Linked DNA regions of Sus scrofa: region 1 is linked to region 2. Evidence: chromatin contacts called from public HiChIP or PLAC-seq data. All regions are on one chromosome and are shown on one strand. The core of a region is the stretch at or near the end of the contact, and the rest is flanking DNA. Distances in the headings are between cores, read along the strand shown.

What was found. HiChIP or PLAC-seq counts read pairs in DNA pulled down with a chosen protein or histone mark.
Region 1: an H3K27ac HiChIP or PLAC-seq map of skeletal muscle shows a contact between it and region 2. The contact joins two enhancer-like sites. A contact is called at or near these places in 1 of 47 Hi-C or Micro-C datasets (embryonic fibroblasts) and 1 of 2 datasets of contacts at active chromatin or transcription factors (skeletal muscle).

What each region holds. Positions count from the first base shown.
Region 1 is chr14:77,541,225-77,546,584 of Sscrofa11.1, reverse strand. It overlaps KAT6B (histone acetyltransferase KAT6B), which reads right to left. Exons shown (of 18, transcript XM_021072870.1): 7 at 2,910-3,042; 8 at 11-66. Among named protein-coding and RNA genes, the nearest start is that of DUPD1, 99 kb to the left of the region's middle. Within about 2 kb of position 1,319, at least 8 of the 83 cell types and tissues checked have an H3K27ac peak or open chromatin away from gene starts, as enhancers often do. A contact at or near this core is called in skeletal muscle, where this site is marked.
Region 2 is chr14:77,390,450-77,395,468 of Sscrofa11.1, reverse strand. It overlaps KAT6B (histone acetyltransferase KAT6B), which reads right to left and starts at 4,679. Exons shown (of 18, transcript XM_021072870.1): 1 at 4,653-4,679. Within about 2 kb of position 1,383, at least 3 of the 83 cell types and tissues checked have an H3K27ac peak or open chromatin away from gene starts, as enhancers often do. A contact at or near this core is called in skeletal muscle, where this site is marked.

The DNA of each region.
Region 1 (5,360 bases), core at 70-2,569, 150 kb before region 2:
TGACCCCTACCAGGTGACCCCCTTCCTGTGAATGCATTCATGGATCCTTCATCACTGGTTACAGACCTAGGCAAAAATTTAGAGAATAGTATCAGCATTTAATAAGAGAATGATAAAGGTATCGAAAACAAATTTATAGCAACTAGATGCATTCAAATGTGCTTCAAGTTAAGAAAACTGAACTGCAACCCTAAGTCCTATTGGTGTGTGTGTGCCTCCACCTAGATGTTTCACTGCTGAAACAGGCTGCAGCAACTACGCTGACATGTCATGACTCTCCTAGGGCCCATCCAACAGGTACTGGAAGAATCATGTGGACCCAAGGGCAATACGAGTGAGAAAAATTTTGAGAGCACTAAAAGATCACCCAATGCTTTCATTATAATGAAATAAAACTGTTACCCCCTTGCGTCGCCACACATAATTATGATTTCCTGAAATGTCTTTTTTAAAGTATTAATGGAAATAAGTCATAAGTAGTCTCTAGAAGCTAAGGAATAAGCTTATCTAATCTCTAGTTGGAAGCAATTTTAACTCAAATGGAAAATTTATATAAATTGAATTTGGTTATATCTATAAATTAGTACTTTTAAGAAAAAAAAAATTAAAAGATACCCTCTTCTTCTTCTTAGCAGTTTATGCTTAGGATGATAAGATAACCAATAATACTCTCTAAGTAGAGGAGACAACTAATTACAGCATAAAATATTGCTGAAAAAAGGACAACAATAGCAAAAAACTGAAGAAATGATTAAAGAAAAGCTACAGCAGGTCAGACATGACATGGAAAATCTGGTGAAGAAGCGGCACATTTACCATGGTCATTATCAGACACTTGGCATCAGAATCTTTATACACTGTTCTGACTGCTATTTCAGTTCATTTGATGCCGGTTCTGCCCATACAGCTGTGTGGTCAATGGAGACTGGAGGTCACTCCGCTAGCACAGCTGCTTACAGGATCAGCAGCTGCCTGCCTTCACCTCAGGCTAGGCCTTGGAAAGCTACCCGTTTTGCAGCAGAATTTTATACAATACAAACATTTGCATGTGAATTATGGCAGTGCTGGGGCCCAAGGATGGGCCTCAAAAATTATCAATTGAGCTGAGGGGTAGTAATGAAGAAATGGAAGCCTGAAAATGATATGATCTATGAATCATAAAAATATCTTAAGTAATACAAATAGAAGAGCATAGTTCAGCGGTCTTCCTGTACACAGAGATTTAATGAACAGTTTCGGCAGTCAGCTGAAGGGGAGGCTGGTGCAGACCAATGGAGCAAGCTACTAGGCTCATCAGAAGCAGCTCAACTGCCAGGAGCTTTGCCCAACGCCACCGATTCAGCCAAATCAGGTTCGAGCTGGAGATCTCTAGTGTCACAGTGAGAGTTACTAATAAACAACTCATCCAGGCTAGAATGTTTCTGCATCAGAATGCTACATTTGGACTCTATCTGGAATCGATTGCCCAGAAAGGATAATATGCTTATAAAGCATGTAAAAAGGAAAACTCCCTAGACTGTCTTAAAAATTCCTAAGCTCAAAAGGACAATTTTGGACAAACAAAAAGTTAGGATTGGTGCCAGATGCAATTTTCAGCTGTGTCCTTTGTTTAGAAAGTTTATATTCTAATTTGGTTTTTTTAATTGGGCCCTGAGGATACGGTCCCATTTTGAGAACAATGCTTACACCGGATGAATGCAAAAACATATAATTTCTACTTCAAATGATGCTAATATGATAGATTTTATTCACGAATATGTTTAACGTTTGCTTCTAGAAATTAACACAAATCCCAAAGTAAAATGTCTACCAGTTTAAAGGTTTTCATAAAGTTTCACAGAACACTCTAGGAAGGACTGTGCATTTTCTATTTTTCCTGTAGGAGATAAAGGTGCAGAAAGAGACTGTTTTTCTGAGAGGAGGTAATACAGTGAATTGCTTCTGCTAAAATGGGGGGTGGGAGATTAATAAGCAAGAGAATGAGACACCTGGGGTGTGTTCACTGGGTGTGCAGAGTACCTATCGTTTCTACATCACAATGACCCTTTCAAGAAGCCTGAAGAGAAGAGCAACGGTCTAATTGATAGAACTGCTTCAGATATGCAAGTCTACTGACTTCATTTGTAAACACCTTACCCAATGCTGACAGTCAAATCTACACTCCATTCAGGCGAAAAAAAACTACAACCATTTTGCCTCTTATCTTTTCTCTACCTCTCCAAGTAACTCCTGCTAAATGTTCTTCTTGGCTTTTATGTCATCCCAATGGCAACAGGCTGATGGAAATGGGGCTCTTATAGCAGAACTGCAGGCTACTGCAAATATACTATTTTGTCTGTATGTCTACACACATGTGCACACACCAAATGGTCTTGTCTAACTCTTTGGAGGCGAACAGTAGGACAGTCATTCTCAGTTATCTCAGAAGCTCTTATTTCATAAAAGGGATCTTTAAAAGTTGTAATATTGAATTAGCACCAGAAAAGAGAAGTCTTTTTCTAAAATGTTATCTGGGGCAACTACAGAGATTCACTCTAGATGTGAAACAAATCCCTCTCTTGTTTTCAAAATGCCCACAAAAATATTTATATAATTAAGCTCTTCAAATGCTCAGCCAGTAATAAAGGAGGCAGAACGATTATTTCCAATTCTTACACTCTGCTTCTATCCTGTGCTTGAAAAACATCACTTAGCATCACAGATACTGCCAACAGAAGACCCAAAATGCCAACTGTAATTAAAAATATTATTTTCCAAAAAATTTCCATAGCTTATGCAAAAATAGAAATATTCCTCATCCCTGAGTTTTTAAAAATGATGGTAAAAGTTAATGGAATCTAAGGGGGTTACAATCAACTATATCTTAAAGCACAACATAAAAGATTTCTTTTGATAAGATCTCAACCTACAACAATCGTTGCTTTAATTTATTTTTCGGTCGTCCAATGGGTTTTGCATATCGTCGTTTTATTTGTGCAGCTTTCTCATGAAGTAGTTTTCTTCCCTTTTTCTTTGGTCTGCAGACTTGGCAAATCCACATCCCTGAATTAATATATATATGAGAAAAATATTTTAATGTTTCATTTTAGGAGAGAGATGAAATATAAACTGCAGCTGTAACAAGCTGCCCAAGGATGCTTGTATGCAGAACTTTACTCCAGAAAGTGGATCATTCCCTTTTGTCATTCTCCTCAGGAAACTGTCATTACAGGTCATTTTCCCCAGGGTCAATGTGGTAAGAGCAGAGGGCTGGCCCTATTTCAGACCTCTTCTAATAAGGCTTTTCCCAACAGGTCACCAAGCCTCCCTCTGCCACATAAACATATGTGAAAACCCAACCTGTTAGATAATATGTATCTTTTGATTTGAGGGACACATTTTCAAGTCAATCAATTTTTGGAATTTATAGGAAAAAATTGTTTGTTTTATCATCTCTTTTTGAAAATTTTCTACACTAAAAAATTTTAATTATAGTTTTTAAAAATTAAAACAAAAGTTTTAAGTACTGCAGAGCTACAATAATTAAAGCAATATACCTGGTATAGGTAAGCAGGTCAATGGATAAGAACTGAGGGCCAGAAAAACTGAAAAGTTTAGCATATCATAAAGGTCATTTTCCAAATCAGCAGGGAAAAGATGAAACGATTCAGTTAAGTGGTGACAAAACAAATAGCTCTCTATCTGGAAGGAAAATAATTATTTCCTATCCTTTACAAACACAAATTCTAGGCAGATGAATATTATATGACAAAATCAAATGTTGCAAGCACCAGGAAATATACATGGATATTTAAATAATCTAAGCAAGACCGACATTTAAGACTGAAGCCATAAAGAAAAAGATTCATGGGTTTGACTGCATAAAAATATAAAGAGCTTCTGCAAATCAGCAAGAAAAAGGTGAAAACGCCAATAGAAAAATGATTAATGGATAAAAACAGGTACTTTACAAGAAGATACACAAACAGCCAATAACCAAACACAAAAAATGTTCAATCTCACTATTTAAAGAAAAAAAAATTATCAGACCCCTTTTTCCTATTATCTAATTGGTAAAATTTTTAAATAATAACACTGTATTACATTGAATCTAAGGTATTACTGACTATAAAATACATCTGATTCCAAAGATGTTAAATTTTTTTTTTTTAAAGTATAGACTCCATGAAATACAGCAATGGTGAGTATTGGTCATGATACAGGGAAAGAGGTATTCTCACACACTGGTGGTTGGTCTGAAAACCAGTATGACCTTTCATGTACATAGCCTTTGATCTAGCAAGTCTTCCCCAAGGAATTTATCTTAAGGCAATGATTGTGGATGGAAAAAATTGGAAACATTTGTAAGATCCACCACAAGGGACTGGTTAAGGAAGTTATGTTTTTTTAATCCATGGGTTTGCAAAATCAATTATGTTCAGGAACCACCCAGGTATAATAATGTGATCGAAGCAAGCTGGAATGTAAGATGATAGGTAGTAGTGAGATCAAGGCAAACTGGGGCACCAATGGACTCAAATTCAAAATTTTAAAAATATTGCACCAGCTCTTCTATAACGTGGTCAAGAGAGGTCTTAAAAATATACGTGTGTGTGTGTGTGTGTGTGTGTGTGCGCACGCATGTGTGCTGTATACAAAACCAACAAAACATTTTTGTGGCCCAGAGTCACCAGGTTTGTAACCCCTGTTCTGCACACGATGGAGTCCTACACACTCATTAAAAACTATGTTTAGGAGAACATTTAATGATGTGGGAATGTGAGAATCTATTGTTAAGAGGGAAAAAAACCATAAACATATACAGAATGTTCCATTTCTTATTAAGAAGCTGTGTGGGGGCAGGGAACGAATTTTTAATTGACTGTTCTTTTTATCTCTTTTTGTCTATCTATATTTTCTAAATCACAATTGAAAATGTATCAATTTTATGATAAGAAGGCAAAATTATGTTTAAGGTTTAACATGATATGAGAAAAAGAAGGCTGAGCTTACTCAATAAATGGAGAAGAAAATCGATATTCTATATGGATACAGCCATACAGGATTTCAGATCCCTATGTTTAAAGTTATCAGCTAATGGCCAAAAAAATGGTGATGGCTCCTATCACAGGATTTTTGGAGTCATCGTTATCACCATCATAGAAAATAGGTAATTCCTTACCTCTCAACACTGTACTGAATAATATGGAGAGGACTCTATAAACTCTTGACCTACCTAAACTTATTCTAACAAGGGAGTGATTTCAGGAGAGGAATGGTCTTTTTATCCCAGTGTCTGGATGAGAGTATTTATTACATTCATTACCCCAAAACTAAATGCTTTCACACTTCTCTGCTCACAACCTGTGCCAAACCCACAA
Region 2 (5,019 bases), core at 134-2,633:
CTGTTGTGGCTCAGCAGTAACGAACCCGATGGTATCCATGGGGATGCAGGTTCGATCCCCAGTCCAGCTCAGTGGGTTAAGGATCAACTGTTGCTGTGAGCTGCGGTATGTAGGTCACAGACTTTGTTCGAATCCAGCGTTGCTGTGGCTGTGGCGTAGGCTGTAGCTCTGGTTCGATCCCTGGCCTGGGAACTTCCATTTGCCACAGGTGCAGCCCTAAAAGGACAATAATAATAATAATAATAATAATTCCCTAAATGCAATACCTTTTAAAAATCTCAGTAGCTGTGTCATTGAGGTAAAAGCACCCCTCCTCACTAGTTATCCTTTTTTCCAAGCTGACTGACTGTCCATTGGCCATGATTGTGGTGGACATATCAGATATATTATGTTATTTTGGACCTTCCCCAGAATACGTTAGCAAAACTGTTGATGAGATGGAAAGAATTAAAAAGTGAATCCATTCCCCCCTCCATGTGAATTAAGCTGAGAAATCCTGGGATGGTAGTGTTATTCTCAGATTACAATCTATGGTGTTTCTGAACACAGTAGAAAAAGCAAATTGGAATCACCTTCATACTTCACCCTGCTTTTGTTGGCTTCCAAATAATTAAACTCTGTCACCACTGTAAGTTGAGTTTTTCAAAATATGGATGTTTCTTGAGAAAATGGCTGCTTCTTAGGATGAAGAAATTCTGCCCTAGTCCACTCAGTGCCCTTTTTTGCAGTTTCTCAGCCTAGTCTTAGAGCTCTAAGAAATGACAAATGACCTAGGAGCTGATTTGCAAGGCAGCTAGGAGAAGTGCATTTTGTTCCTGTCAATTAAAGGAATAGGGGGACTCATGTAGAGCATGAAGTTGTGTAATTCTGTGGCTCCACTCAAAACCTCTCAGGATAAACAGTGTGGGAACGCAGGATGTTGAAGTGGACTGAGGGAGCATGTTGGCTGAGCATGGCTTTTGAGTGCTTGGTGTAACAATATTATTAATAATAGCTACCACTTACGGAGTACTTACAGTGCTAAGTGATTTCCCTGAATTGGCTCATTTGATGCTCACAAAAATCCCTTTTAAATACTGCTATTATCCCCCATTTTACAGACAAGGAAACTGTGGCCTTGAGAGCTTGGCAGGGGGTCAGAATTCCCTCTTCTTACCCCTCAATTAAGTCTGAACTCAAGTCCAGGCCTGCAGTCACTGCTCCTCAAGGGTGGCCCTGGAGGAGCTGTTGCGGGGGGCAGGGGTGGGGTGGGGGTGGGGGGAAGGGGGATCCAAGCAGGCACTGAGCAACCTGCTCTCCCCACGCTGCCCCCCTGGTGCCTGTGGACCAGAAGCAAACTTGAGGCACACACGGCCTCACCAGGCACGGAAGCCGGTGGCTCTTGGCCAGAGAGGAGGCTGGCTCCGCCAAGGATGGGAAGACACCAAGGCAGGAGGCCAGAAAGGCCAAGTGGCCTCTGGGGCAGAATGAAAGAGTCCTAGCGAAGGAGAAGGTATTGCTGGGAGTGACGGAAGTAAACCATTGTCTCAGGTCAGAGGCCCAAAGGCTTCCAGGCTGTGAGGACACTGGAATAACCAATTTGGGGCTGGCCAAAGCCTCCCTTAATTCCGACAAGAGAGAGGAGGAAGGAGCGAAGGCGCAACGGAGGACACAGAGTTTCCCGCAGGCAGCTGCTGGGGCAGTGGGTTCTGGGCACAAAGCCTCACCAGCCGCGCCCTTCCCTCCAGCCTTTGGCGTCCCTGCCACCAACAATGCTGTGGCCTTGGTCACTCCGCAGCCCACCTCGCCAGCGAAGTCACTCAGCTGTCACGATCAGGCCCTGAGCCGCAGGCTACAGAACAACTCCCTCCAGACCCCCTTGCGGCTGGGGCGGGTGGGGCCTTTTCCGCGCAAAGGCGTATCAGCTGCGTGTCTGCAAGTTGCTAAGTCAGCCCGGCAGCTGTTTTAATTTTTGCGTGAATTCAGTAGATCGCGGATATCTTGGTAGCGTGTGAATAAGTCCCTTTCTGAAAGAATTCACCTTGCCGAAGGGCCGCTGTCAGGCTCACAAAACCGAGCTTTGGCAGGAGCCTCCCGGGCGCCCTCTCTGTGCCAGCTGCCTTGGCCTCTGTTCCCAACCCGCCAGCCTCCTGGAGCGCGCCACCTCCCTGGGCAGGGCCGGCAGGGCCAGGCTTGGGCCTGGTGTGGCCTCTGCGCCTCGGAGGGTCATGACCTCAGCGGCCTGCACAGAAGGAGGCAGGGCAATCAGGCAAAGGTTCTAGAAACTGACAGGCTCCTTTCTTTTCTTTTTTTCCCCCGTTTTGGCTGCTCCCTAGGCATGAGGAAGTTCCCAGGTCAAGGATGGAACCTACACCACAGCAGTAACCAGAGCCAAAGCAGTGACAACCCTTAATGCCCTGAGTCATGACAGGCTCCCTTCTGGACAAGCTCTGCTCTGTGCTGAAAATGTGCCTGCTTATTGGCACATTTGGGGGGCAGGGAAGGGGGTCCCCAGCTAGAGTGGCCATCACCAGCCTGATATCAACTATAGTGCAGAAGGAAAGGGCCATTCCAGCAAGGACAACCTCAGATATTTGCTGGTCTAGCAGAAAGCAATTAATACATAGGTGGTACAGTATGGGTTTTGTTTAAGCATCACATCCAGCTCTTGCTACCACCTTTCTCAATCTGAAGGTGGTTTCTCCCACAGGCGTCCCAAATAACTCCTGGACTTGGATCTCCGGTGTAAAGCCAAAGACACAGGAGCCAGAATAACCCATCTGGTTGCTTCCCCTGCTGCTTTTGCCCACATGAGCCAGCGTTTTGACTGAGACTAGGTGAGAATTGACATGAAACATTTTAAAGAAAGTTTGATATATTTCAAAGCATACATAATCCAACACAAATACTTACATGAGGGAAAGTATAAATAGTTAATAAACATATGAAAAATGTTCAGATCTATATATTGAAGATGTGTGCGACCCGATTTTTTTTCTCTTCTGTATTAGCAAAATGAAAATATAGAATCCCCCACACTGGCCTGGGTGTGGCAAGTTTGGCACTTTCTGTGGGAATGTAAATTGATATGAGGTTTCTGGAAAGTAAAGTGGCAACATGTATCAGGAGCCTTAAAAATGCCCCACACAGATGAGTGAACTCTAATAAAGCAGGGGCTTGGGAGCCAAGCAAATGTGAGTCCTGATCCTCACCATTCCAGCTGTGTGCCCCAGGACAAGTCCTTTAAGGCCCTTCCCTCAAGTACAAAGAAAATGGGCCCTCAGAGGGCTGTTGTGAGGATGAAGGGAGGAAAAACAGGTTGCTAAACAAATGGTGATGGGAGCTGTCGTGGTTATCATAAATTCTCTTTGAGCTGGTAATCTGGACTGTCCCAAAGAAATAATCTGAGATTCAGGCAAAGATCATGCACAAAAGATATCTATCCAGCATTACTTACAGTCCTAAAAGCATAGAAACAATGCCCCCAGCATTAGGGGGGGAAGGCTGAGAAAGTTAGGGTATAGGCACATGGTTTTAGATATAAACTCAATTGAGAGCATGTGATATGCACTGTTTTATACTGTTTTGTTTTTTTTTTTTTTTTCACTGAGTGCGATGTTTTGCAAATTTTACATGTCTGCAGGATAAGTGCCTAGCACTGGAATTGTTGAGTCAGAGGATGTGCATATAATCACAACATTGTAAATCAACTCTCCTTCCATAAAACTTAAAAAAATGAAAGGAAAAAAAATGCTCTATGACTTCATAACCATCAATCTCCCACCCCCCGCCACAAAAAAGACATGCATATAAAATTTTGCAACTATGGCCAAATTTTGCCACCTGCCCCACAGAGGTTGTTCCCATGCATACTCTGACAGAGATATCAGAGGGTCTGCTTCTGCAGCTCTCTACAGCAGTGTTATCCACCTTTGTTCTTGGCCAAGGTGAAAGTGGTATCCTATTGAAATTTCAATTTGCATTTCTCTTATTATGAGTGAGGTTGAGCACCTTTTCATATGTTTAACAGCCATTTGTATTTCCCTTTCACAGAATTGTCTGCTTGGGCCTCAGTTTCTAATGAATAGAAGGCTTTTTTTTTTTTCCCATTCATTTAACTTTTCAGTTCACACATGCAAATTTTCTTCCTCTCGTTTTATCACTTATCTTTTAATTTTTTTTGTGTGTGGCTTTTGCCACTCAGTTTTAAAATAAAAGAACATGTTGTCTAGGTTCTAGGCAATTGCTCCTTCCATGCTGTGACACACTGTATTGTCCTAACTCATTGACTCTGAGCTGCTTGATGGCTGGGACCATGAATATCTGGTTCACCACTGGAACCACTGGTAGGTACTCAAAAAATACCTGCTCAGCAACTGCAGCTGCACTTAGTGAGTGAGTGCTAAGAACCTGTGCCTTCTAGGTAAATCTGCATAGTACACAAGGAAAAGACCATTCTCCTGACCTATCAACTTCTGCCACAAAACAGTCATGGTCAACTTGTAATGAGAATGTAGTGAATTTTCAAGGTATTATCCTAGCCTCAGAGGTCAGTAGCCTCAGCATTCAAGATCACAATGAGATCTAAGCCCACCCCGGCCTCCCACCCAGCCCAGCCCAGCCCCAGTCCAGCCCCAAGTGGGACATACTCTCTTAGCCCCTTGGGTACTCACTGTATTCTGGCTCCCCTCTGAGTGGGCTGGTGGGCAAATCCCATCCACAGGGCCTGAGGCAGCTTCAGAAGACCCTCAGCTTGTCTTCCTGGGGGCCTAGGAGGAAAAGCAAAGTTCATTTCCAAAAGCAAAGAAAGGGTAGCTCAGATTGTGTTATACAAATAATTAATTCCAATCTGTGGAAACTTCAGAGCATTCCTGGCCTCACTGGGAGGAATCAAGAAAATTCAAATTACAAAAAAAAAGAAGGAAGGGAGTTCCTGTCCTGGTGCAGTGGAAACAAATCTGACCAGGAATCATGCGGTTGTGGGTTTGATCCCTGGCCTTGCTCAGTGGGTTAAGGATCCAGCATTGCCATGAGCTGTGG